Linked DNA regions of Pan troglodytes: region 2 is linked to region 1. Evidence: chromatin contacts called from public HiChIP or PLAC-seq data. All regions are on one chromosome and are shown on one strand. Each heading gives the region's core, a stretch centred on a gene start, on an enhancer-like site or on the middle of the called end of the contact. The rest is flanking DNA. Distances are from core to core; before and after follow the strand shown. Region 1 holds the start of COPRS (coordinator of PRMT5 and differentiation stimulator). Region 2 holds the start of LOC129137710 (collagen alpha-1(II) chain-like).

The links. HiChIP or PLAC-seq counts read pairs in DNA pulled down with a chosen protein or histone mark.
Region 2: a contact with region 1 is called in an H3K4me3 HiChIP or PLAC-seq map of stem cell-derived excitatory neurons, with 8 times the contacts expected there. The contact joins the promoter of LOC129137710 here to the promoter of COPRS in region 1. A contact is called at or near these places in 1 of 1 datasets of contacts at active chromatin or transcription factors (stem cell-derived excitatory neurons) and 1 of 1 other capture datasets (stem cell-derived neural stem cells).

Annotation. Positions count from the first base shown.
Region 1 is chr19:35,743,577-35,748,948 of NHGRI_mPanTro3-v2.0_pri, reverse strand. COPRS (coordinator of PRMT5 and differentiation stimulator) reads right to left here and starts at 2,814. Exons shown (of 4, transcript XM_001174701.6): 1 at 2,658-2,814; 2 at 348-414. The coding sequence starts at 2,756.
Region 2 is chr19:36,053,279-36,059,075 of NHGRI_mPanTro3-v2.0_pri, reverse strand. It overlaps LOC129137710 (collagen alpha-1(II) chain-like), which reads left to right and starts at 3,002. Exons shown (of 3, transcript XM_054671127.1): 1 at 3,002-3,144; 2 at 4,032-4,245; 3 at 4,413-5,797. The coding sequence starts at 3,002. The coding sequence ends at 5,165. MIR193A (microRNA mir-193a) reads left to right here and starts at 5,261; the gene lies at 5,261-5,347.

The DNA of each region.
Region 1 (5,372 bases), core at 1,565-4,064:
GAAATAGTATATATAGGAGGAAAAAAAAGCAGTTTCAGGCATCCATTGGGGCGGGGGGGGGGTCTTAGAATGTATCCCCTAGGAATAAGGTGAGACTGCTGTACTATTTTCACCGTTTCAAGCTGTTTCTCTCGGTAGAAGGATGGGTTTGTACATAAGAAAAGTTCAGAACTTCCCTTAAGGAAGCTCCAAGCAAGGCTTCCAAAGGAGGGTACTGTTCAACTGGGCAGAGAAGGTCACTAAGCAGCAGAAAGGACTGGCTAAAAGAGAAGGTAAATGAGACAGAGGGACTATTCCTCTCCTCACATCCTTGGTCTCCCCAACTTCCGTCTCTGCCATCTACTTGCCTAGTCGATCCATAGCCTTCTCAGTCTCTCTCTCCTGATCAGAGTGGTCAGCTGTAGCAAAGCCAGCCTGCAGGAAGAAGAAATGATTACCAAGGACTTGGGTATCTGGGGTATGCCCAGTATTCAGCTATTGCATCTCAACCCCACCCAGTCTTCCATACTCCCCTTGGTGATGCAGGGCTGGGACTCTGCCACCCACATTTCTGCTTTGCCCTGTTAAACTGAGCAAGGCTGGAGGGAGATGGGCCTTGTTCCTTCCTATTCATGTAGGCATCACCTCATGACACTTCACCGTGGCAGCAGGAATGCCTTCCTATAGTGGCCACAGAATCCAGTATACAGTTCTGCGAACTCTTGCAGAGCCAGTCTTATCACTGCACCTTGTCTTTAGAGGTCTGGGTCTCAGGACTCTCCTCCAAGCTCAGAGATCCCCTACCATCAGCTGGGGCAGTGCCTTCTCCTTAAAGGTTGGAATTTCAGCTCTGCAGAGCCTTTTCCCTAAGCTTTTAAATTTTAATCAACTTCATCTCTTTGTTCCTTCAGCCATAGGTTGGTAGCTGTTCCCTGCGGTTGCCACCCCCAGGTACACGTTTTACCTTTTCAGTTACTTAACAACTTTATAGCTAGTAAACAACTCTATCAAATTCTCTGTTTCCTCACCGACACACTGAGGTGGGGGAAGCTTTATAATTCCTCTGCAATGCTGAGCACTGAAGGCAGTATTTCTAATCTAACTGAAAATCTTCCCGCACAGCCAACCAAATGCTTCTCTGCTCCCGTCACTCAGAAGTTCCTGAAACCCTATGACCTCCAAGACCTCTTTCTAATGAATCACGAAATGTTCCCTGCCTGCATAAAAGACCTGATTTTGATCCCAGCTCTGCCATCCATTCAGAGTGTGACCTTGAACACATCACTTCAATTACTGTGCCTGCGTTTTCTTCTCCAGAAATTGGGGGTGACTGTTCTGACCCTGCAGGGGACTTATGATTAGACACCATTTATGAAAACACCTGGCATGTGGCAAGAATGTAACATTTCTTGAATTTAAATTCATCTTTTCTGCTACATCTAAACTGTACTCGGCACCTGCTCCAATCAGCATTCATTATCTAGTCGTGTCTGGGTTTAATAATTCAGTTCCACTCCCTGTAGTTAGTGACAACCTCTGGTCACTGCCGCCCAAGGAGAAGTCAGACCTCTCGCCTAAACCACTGCCACGGCCTCCTAACCACCTTCCCATCCAGCCATCTGGCCCAGCCTTACAGAATTAATCACTACTCTGCTCAAAACCTTCAACAGCCCTCCACTGAGAGAGCACAAAATTAGCCATGGCATTCGCACGTCCCCTCTTCTCCCACTCCCATCAACCTGTTGAGCATAGTTCTCTGCATGCTCTGAGACCCAACTCCAGGCCATGTGCCCTGCACTTTCTCATCTCCACGCCTCTGCAGACACCACCAGCCTCTCACCTTGATCCTTTCCTGCTATGCCCTGACAAAATTAGTCCCATTCTATTCTGCACTCCAAAGTAATTTTCTTTATAAGTGTCGCTGCATTTTTCATATCTTACTTTGGCTAAGTACCATCTTTGAGGCATCATTCATCCAGTCGGCATGTCTATCTCCTGTGCCAGGCACTATGATAGGCTGGGCAAACAGCCCTAACAGAGGGTTCCTACCTTCAAGCCGCTCAGCACCTAGCCGGTACAGACTGTAAACAAGGACAGGTAAGAACTGTAATAACGGTCTGTAACGTTCTCGGGAAAACCAGGAGCTGTCTAGCTTACATGAAAACAAGTTTCTGGAAACCCTGCGTCAAACAGGGCCTTTCTGGTTTCAGTAAGGAGAAGGGGGAGCGCGCATGTGACATCTGGGGCTCAGGGTCAGCTGGCATCCCCACCAACGGACAGAGGTCCACAGGTCTGTAAAGTCAAGTCCCTCTCCTCGCCGCCCTCACCTGGCCCTCGCCCAGGCTCCTGGCAGCGGGCCCCGGCTCTCGGTCACCAGCGTCACCTCCCATTTACCAAATCCGCAGCGGCGCCCAGCGGGCGGACAGCCTTCCCTGCTGACCCGGCGCGCCCACCCACGCCCTCGGCTTTCCCCGCCCCGCAGCCCCGCGGCCCCGCGGCCCCGCGGCCTGGCCGTTTTCAGCTCGAGCGCGAGCCCAAACAGCGCTCCGTGTCGCGGGGCGGCCCGAGGCCGGCCAGAGGCGCTTCCCCGGCCCCGCGGCCCCCGCCCAGCCCGGCCCCGCGACTTCCCGCCCCAGGCTGCGGCTGGCTGTTGCTCCCGGCCCCCACGCGGCGCTCACCTCCGGGCTGGGGGGCGCCCCCCGCGCGCTAGGCAGCGGCGGGCCCCGAGACGGCTCCGCGGCCCCCTGCGCCTGGGCCCCGGCGGCCTGAAGGTCCATGCCCTGAGGCCCGCGGCTGGTCGCCCTGGACGCCGTGGGCCACGTGACGCGCCGGCCCGCCTGCCCGCCGGAGGATCCGCCGCAGAAGCGCCAATCAGCCTGGGGAGGGGGTGGGTACCGGCCAAGAGGGCGGGGCGCGGGGGTGTCACGAGGAAGCGGGGGCGGGGCGGTGCAGGGGGCGGGGCGCGCGGCCTCGCGGAGCCCGCCCCTCCCTCCCAGCGCGAAATCTGAAACAATCTCGGAGACGGATTTTAGAAACTCCTCTCGGTGCATATCCTAAGGCTGCACGACTAGCTGCGTGTGAAACGCCAAGCGTACCCTACTCGGCCACTCGGGGTGTGCTCCAGCTTCAAAACCCCGCGTGGGTAAGACACATGAGCAACCCAGTGACCTCCACCTTGAGCTAATGATCGTCTTTGAAGTTAATCCATTAGAAACCAAGATAGATGATTAAGACACAAACTGCAATATGCAGTGGACACAGAATACAGGCCACGACGCTTACTCATAATAATCCTGAACATTCGGGATTCCTGTATTTCCATGCTCAACGCCTGATACCGACAACCTAATTATTTCCCATTTTGCCTCGAAAGGTGGCTTCTGGGGATAGGCAGGGCCTGAGCTGGGAACAGCCCAACTGGAAAGACAGCCTTCCCTGCCTTCCCCACAGTGCCTAACCTCTAATAACAAACCAGCTCAAGGTGTGCTAATCACGTCAACATCAGGACATGAGACCCTCTTCCTTCATCCCCCTCAAAGACTGTGTTGTTTGTACAACACAAAAGGCATTTGAAAAAATTTAGCATAAAACTGACACATAATATTCGATATTATTTTTGTTCTATATGTAGATGTTCCTACACAGGAGTCAGTATCCCCAAGGCTAACTGCCTCTAGGTCAGCAATGTCCAATAGAACGTTCTTTAATGGTGGAAGTGGAAATGAAAGTTCTACTATCTGTACTGTCCAATATAGTAACCATATACCTACTGAGCACTTGAAATGTGGCCAATGTGAATAAATTGAATAATTCGAATAAATTTAAATTGCTACATGTGCCTTGGAGCTACTGTTTCTAACAGTGCAACTCTAGGTGTACTAGCTAGATGTGTTTTCATAACCTGCAATATTGAGAATCAGATACAGGGATGTGATGACCCCAGGTGACCACCCTTATAGCCTTGTGTTAAGGAGACTACCACTATCCTCTTTGCTCCCTAATCTACATATCTCTTTTGTAAAATTAAAGTGCCAAATAAGATTAAGAATGTTAAACATCCCAGGACTTAAGGGACAGGAAAAAGAGGAATTTTTTTCTTATTTTAAAACAAATGACAAGAAAACAGGGGCTGGCCACGGTGGCTCACTCCTGTAATCCCAGCACTTTGGGAGGCCGAGGCAGGCGGATCACTTGAGGTCAGTTCAAGGCTATCCTGGCCAACATGGTGAAACCCCATCTCTACTAAAAATACAAAAATTAGCCAGGCGTGGTGGCACACACCCATAATCCCAGCTACTAGGGAGGCTGAGGCAGGAGAATCACTTGAGCCTGGGAGGTGGAGGTTGCAGTGAGCAGAGATTGCCCCATAGCACTCCAGCCTGGGCGACAGAGTGAGACTTGGTCTAAAAAAAAAAAAAAAAAAAAACCAGAAAGAAAAAGAAAACAGTACAAAAGCTTAAAATAAAAATGTTCTAAAGTAGACTCTAATACTCATAGAAATTTAATATATAATAAAGGTAACATCACAAATCAGCAGAGAGAAACATAACTGCCCAAATAGTGTTGGCAAAATTAACTGCTTGGGGAAAAAGAGTTGTTCTCAGCACCAGGAAGAGCTTCCAAAGCATTTTAAAAACAGACATCACACATACACACACAAAATACCTCTGGGCATCAAAAATCGCCACAAAAGGTGCCTATAATCCCAGCTACTTGGGAGGCTTTGGCAGGGAGAACTGTTTGAACCCAGGAGGCAGAGGCTGCAGTAAGACCACACCACTGAACTCCAGCTTGGACCACAGAGCAAGACTCTGTCTCAAAAAAAAAAAAAAATCACCACAAACAAGGCTGGGGGTAAAATTATTTGCAACAAATGAGAAACAAGATGTTAATATTCTGAATATGTTTTTAAAAACTCTGGCCAGGCACAATGGCTCATGCCTATAATACCAGCACTTTGGGAGGTTGAGGTAGGAGGATTGTTTGAGCCCAACTGTTTAAGAGACCAGCCCTGGCAACATAGCAAGACCAGTCTCTACAAAAAAAATTTTAAATTAACCAGGCATGGTGGTGTGCACCTGCAGTCCCAGCTACTCAAAAGGCTGAGGTGGGAGGATCTCTTGAGCCCAGAAGTCAAGGCTGTAGTGAGCCATGATCACACCACTGCACTCTAGCCTAGGTGACAAAGCAAGAACTTGTCCAATTTAAAAAAAAAAATTAACTCATAAATTAGTAAGAAAAAAATTTTTTAAATAGTCTAAGGATGTAAAAAGATGAGAAACATAAAATACACTAACTTCACTAATATCAAAGAAAAGTATGGTAAAACAATGACATATCACATTTCACCTATAAAATGGTAAAAATAAAAGATATAATTACACCAGTACAGG
Region 2 (5,797 bases), core at 1,753-4,252, 310 kb before region 1:
CAGAGCTTAATGTGCAGAATGCTTATTCCACCTGGGAAAGGGTGGGAAGCAGGTGTGAAATGAGGGAGAGCCCCCCTCCCCCACCACTACTGGATGTGGGCTGTCCAGAGAGCTTAGACTAGGCGGCTCTGATGGCAGAAGACAGTCTGTTGACAGCACTCCAAGCAGCTGGGACAAACCCTTTCTTGAAGGGGTAACATGGCACAGTGACCATCACACACAGAGTGGGAACTTAAAGACAAGAATCAATTCAGTCACAGAGAGTGAGGGCAAAGATAAAGCTCATAGGCCAAAGGCTTAACTTCTGGATCAAGGGCTCTAATATTTTCCAGACATGTGCTTTGGCTACTGAAAGCATTTCAAAGAACACTGAGTAAGAGGGCTGGGACCTGGGGCCAGTAGGGATCATTGTGTGACCTCACTTCCCAGGAGCCATCCTCAGCATCACGTGCAGAAGGCCAGCCTGGGTAGGGAGCCTCAGGTCACCTGCCTCCTCCCCAGACCCCATCATCCAGGAAAACTGAATTCAGCTGAAAGCACAGCCATGGCATTGCTGAAATATGACAACACCTGGAGACAATGGATTCCTTTCTGGGGAATTTACCCCTCTGCTGCTGCTTGAGGGCAAGCGTCCTGTCTTCTCTTCCCCTGGTATATAAAATGAGGCTCTTCATTTGTTGGCTGAATGAATGAAGGTCAGAAAAAGAAAACTCAACTTCTCATCCTCCAGTAATGGAACAATCAAGTTGGGAGAAATCACAGAGAAAAAAAATCACGTCCCAATTTTGCTGATGAGGAAACTGAACTTCAGAGGCAGGAAATAACTCTCAGAAGGTTGCAGAGAAGGTGAGGAATCGAAACAGGCCATAAGCAGTGACAAGTCTGGTAATGCCAGAGTAGTTTTTCTGCAGTAAAGATTTCCCTTCCTGCTTGCCTTTCCCCTGATTCTGGGGCTCTCCCTTGGTCCAGATCATTTGGGCCGAGAGAAACAAAACCCAGGTGCATTGCCATCTAAGCAGAATATGCTGAGAAAATCACCCTCACAAATTCCATAGTCACCTACAAAGTACTTCAGGTTATCACCAGCCCTTTTCTCCCTCTGGTCCCCAGGATGCCTATGACTTCTCTCAGAACTCTTTCTGGGCCGGGTGCAGTGGCTTACACCTGTAATTCCAGCACTTAGGGAGGCTGAGGCAGGAGGATCACCCGAGGTCAGGTTTCACTAACATGGTGAAACCCCGTCTCTACCAAAAATACAAAAATTAGCTGGGCATGGTGGCGGGCGCCTGTAATCCCAGCTACTAGGGAGCCTGAGGCAGGAACCTGGGAGGCGGAGGTTGCAGTGAGCCGAGATTACGCCAATGCACTCCAGTCTGGGCAACACAGTGAGGCTCTGTCTCAAATAAATAAATAAATAAATAAATAAAAATAACAGAGAGATGTTAATATCATCATCATCACGGTATGTTCTTGAAGTTCTCAAACAGCAGGAGGTAACCCTGTTAAGTGAAACCAATTTAACAGCTTGTAAACAGCATTCTAAAAATGGAACGGTAACACAGAATATATATTTGAGTGCATAAGAATTGTTTCATAAAACATTTGTTTTACACATGTACATAGATACATACACATATATACATACGTACACACACAGGTATTTCCTATCATGGGGCATGACTGAGTTTGAAAGCTACTGTTCTAAGGCAACATTTCTCTAAAGATGATTGAAAGGAGTGTTTTTCTTTCTTTTCTTTTCTTTTTTTTTTAATTTTTGAGACAGGGTCTCACTCTGTTGCTCAAGCTAGGGTGCAGTGGTATGATCACAGCTCACTGCAGCCTCAACCTCCTGAGCTCAAGTGATCCTCCCACCTCAGCCTCCCGAGTAGCTGAGACTACAGGTGCGCGGCACCACGCTTAGCTAATTTTTGTTTTGTTTTTTTGTTTTTGTAGAGACATGGTTTCGTCAGGTTGCCTAGACTGGTCTTGAACTCCTGAGCTCAAGCAATCTGCCTGCCTTGGCCTCCCAAAGTGCTTGTGGCTTACAAGCCTGAGCCACTGCGCCTGGTCTATTTTTCTAACTTTAGTAATTTGCATTTGCATACCACTGCCATTATTGTTGTCATATCAGAATACTACCTATAACATTATTTACTAAATTCTTGTCTTTGAGTTGGCTCACTTTAACCATTTTTGCCTCATTGTAACAGCAATATTCAGAAAATTTATATTTAGTACTACATATTACATTTTTTTCCATCTAAAACCATCTCTCATATGAGCACCACCTTTTGGGAAACGCTGGTGGCAAGGAGTGTCACATGCAAAAGCCCCTTCCAGAAGTCAAGCTGGGAGCCAGAAAAGCTGTATGATGTTGGGATGTTGGGTGAGCCCCCACCCCCTGCCCCCGGGGTCCTTCTCTGCCCCTGGAGGCAGGCCCAGTCCTGCTGCTGGGTATCCCAAGTTCTTGTGGTTGACCTTCCCGCAGTGGCCACCTCAGGAAGAAAAGGGCAGGCCCTATCTGCCTGTGGACTGGATCTTTCTTGGGATGTTCCCGCCAGTGGAAAAGGCCAGGACCTCGATCTGCCTTTCTGTAGTGAGCTGCATCCTGCTGCTGCCCCAAGATCGAAGAATTTCCTTTCTTGTCCAGCTTTGATTCCATTGATGGGATTAGGCACCCCCCACGGCCGTGTCCTTTGATGTGGTCAGGGGGTAGCAGGGAGATTTCAGGCCCAGGGAGCAAATCTTAATCTTCTTCGAGCTTCTCTGGGATCAGCACCGGGGTAAACCCATTACAACCCTGCCCTTTCATCCCCCCAGGACACCGGCTCCTCCCGGCTCCTGAGTCTCAGAGATCCTAAGGGTTTGTCAGATTTGGAGCGAGCAATAAAAGGGGAAGAGAAAGCAGAGCACTAACTCCAGACCCCCTCCAGCCCCGGCTGCATCTCCAGCAACGTCAGGGCATCTTCTTTCTTCCCTTCTAATCCTGCGCTCCCACAAAATGGCGATTACAGAGGCCTGGGGCCAGCGCTGTCCATGCCCCAGCACTGGGCATCTCTGCCAGCGCTTGGCCGCCATCCCTCCCCCAGCTACGCACTCCTGGGAGCACCAGCTCCTGGACATGTCCCACCCAGGGATCCCGATGTGGGGATCAGATAAACCAGATATACCACTCAACCCTTACCAAAGTGAAGTTTAGAGACAGGGTCTCCCTCTGTCACGCAGGCTGGAGTGCCGTGGTGCGATCATAATTCACTGTAGCCTCTAACTCCTGGGCTTCAGCGATCCTCCCACCTCAGGTGTGTGCCACCACGCCCAGCTAATTTTTTTTTTTTTTTTTGTAAAGACAGAGTCTCACTATATTCCCAGGCTGGTCTCAAACTCCTGGGCTCAAGCAATCCTGCCTTGGCCTCCCAAAGTGCTGGGATTACAGGTGTGCGCCACCGTGCCCAGCCTCATAGTGAGATTTAAAGGCATGATCTGGGTTGGTGAGGCCAGGAAAGAGAAGGCAGGAACATAGCTAATATCTATGTCGGGACACAAACAGATATGTCACGTTATTTTCTTTAAATGGCTCCAAATCTCGACCTGAAGAGGTTGGGAAACTCAACCTCAGTGGTTATTTGGGCTTCCCCATCACCCACGGTGCCTGGAATCCTGGCCATCTTGAGGCTGGGGATCTTGGTAGAGGCCTGGTTCAGGTCCCAGAGGAGACACGCAGTTACTCTCCCACATCCTGGCGTCTCCGGAGAGACAGTGGGGCAGCAGGTCTCCACCAAGGGGATTCCACTGACCTCCCACCCCTCGCTAATCTTGGGACAGCTCTTACTCAGCCTCAAAGCTTTTCTGTCCCACTCCTTTTCCACAGTCTCCCTAAAGGAACTCAGCTTTTCAAACAGCACAGCCAGGAAGAGAGGTTGTCTGTAGGCCGCTGGAACTGGGAGTTGAAAGCACGAAATTTTAACATCTCAAGAAAGTATGCTGCCCGGTACTATGCTTGGCACTTTAATTTATAATCTTTGCCACCAAAGCCCTGCCAGAAGTGCCCGGCGGCTCCAGGTTCTAGATGGGGAAGTTGAGGCCGGCGGCAGGCGCGCTCCACCGGGCGGGGGCGCGGCCCGGGAGCGGAGCGGCCGGCAGGGGGCTCCCCGCGCCGGTCTCCGCGGGAGGAAGCGCTGGCAGCTGCTCGGACGGGTCAAAGGAGGAAAAGGGAAAATTACTGGGCTCCGGGGCGGGAAGGACTGCGTGACTGGGAGGAAGGCACTCCAGACTGTCGAGTAGGGCCGCCCGCGTCGGGACCCCATCCCCGGGGCAGGGCGGGGAACCCGGGCCACCCCCCACCGCCGTCAGGGTCTCTCCCGCCGGTGCCGCAGGCTGGAGCGGGCGTCGCGGCCGGGGGCGGTGCCGCCTAGGGGCGGGCGAAGGGCGGGCCGGGGCGGGGCGCCGTCCGCTCGGCTCTGGGAGGCGGTGCGGGCGGGCGCTGGCCGCGTCCGCCCGCCGGGAGCCGCGGGGCGCGCAGCCTTCCTGATGTGTCACCAGCACGTGGAGCCAGGTCGGGCCGCGGCGAGCAAGCCGACCCCCGCAACTTTCGAGGGGTCTCGCCGCCCCGCTCCTCTCCCGGCTTCGCCGGGCTCGCTCTCCTAGCGGAGGGGGCGGCGGCGGCCCCCAGGTCCCGGGCAGGTCGAGCGAGGCCACGGCCCCCGGCCAGGAGCTCGAGGGGCTCCCGGAACGTCGGGGCGCGGGCCCCGGCTAGCGGCTATGGCCCCCGTGCCCAGGCAGCGGTGCGGACTCGGCCTTGCGGGAGGGTGCGGCCTGCTGCGAGAGGTCGGCCACGGCTCCCGCCCCGCGCCCCGCGCCCCTCGCCCGCCGAGCTGAGCGCAGGTAACCGAGGCAGAGCGGAGCTGGGCCTCGCAGGCGCGGCGTGGGAGCGTGGCGAAGTTTGTCGGCGCATAACTCTTGCGCCCCACTCGGGAGTGGGGCTGCGGTGGGGAGGCTTTGGTCCCCGCACCTCCCCCTTCCCCAGCGCTGTCCCTCGGCCTGAGCCGAGGCGGCCCGGGGGTGGCGTGGAGGCCGCAGAGCGTCGTGTAACCCTTGGAGGGCTGGGTTTGGAGCCCGCGACCCGAGGTCGGGCGGGGCGGTGGACTTTCCCGGGGGACGCCGCCTGAGGGACACCCAGAGCTTCGGCGGAGCGGAGCGCGGTGCACAGAGCCGGCGGCCGGACCCAGCCCCGGGAAGCCCGTCGGGGACGCACCCCGAACTCCGAGGATGGGAGCTGAGGGCTGGGTCTTTGCGGGCGAGATGAGGGTGTCGGATCAACTGGCCTACAAAGTCCCAGTTCTCGGCCCCCGGGACCAGCGTCTTCTCCCCGGTCCTCGCCCCAGGCCGGCTTCCTCCCGGGCTGGCGTGCGCTCCGGCCGGGCTGCCTCTCAGGTCCACGCTGGAGAAGGAGTGGTGAGGTGCGCTCGCCCCGGCTGCGTGCGGTGATTCGGGAAATCCCCGCACTTCGCTGGAGAAATAGCGACGCTCTCGGAAGTGTGAGTCGGTCACTGCTTGGGGTCCGTACCCTTTGGGCAGACGTGGACCGCGCCCCGGCGACCTGGGTTGAGTGGACAGACGGGACCCGGCTTACCCATGGGCCAAGCCCTGCCACTTACCGAGGCCTGCCCTGCTGTGCTTTCCAGGGCGGCAACCTTGAGCTTGGGGGTGGGGAGAACGGGGCCTGACTTCTAGAATTGCCCCTGGGGAGGTGGGAAGCGGAGGTTTGGCCCGGTGGCGCAGGAAGCCCCTGTTCCTCTCC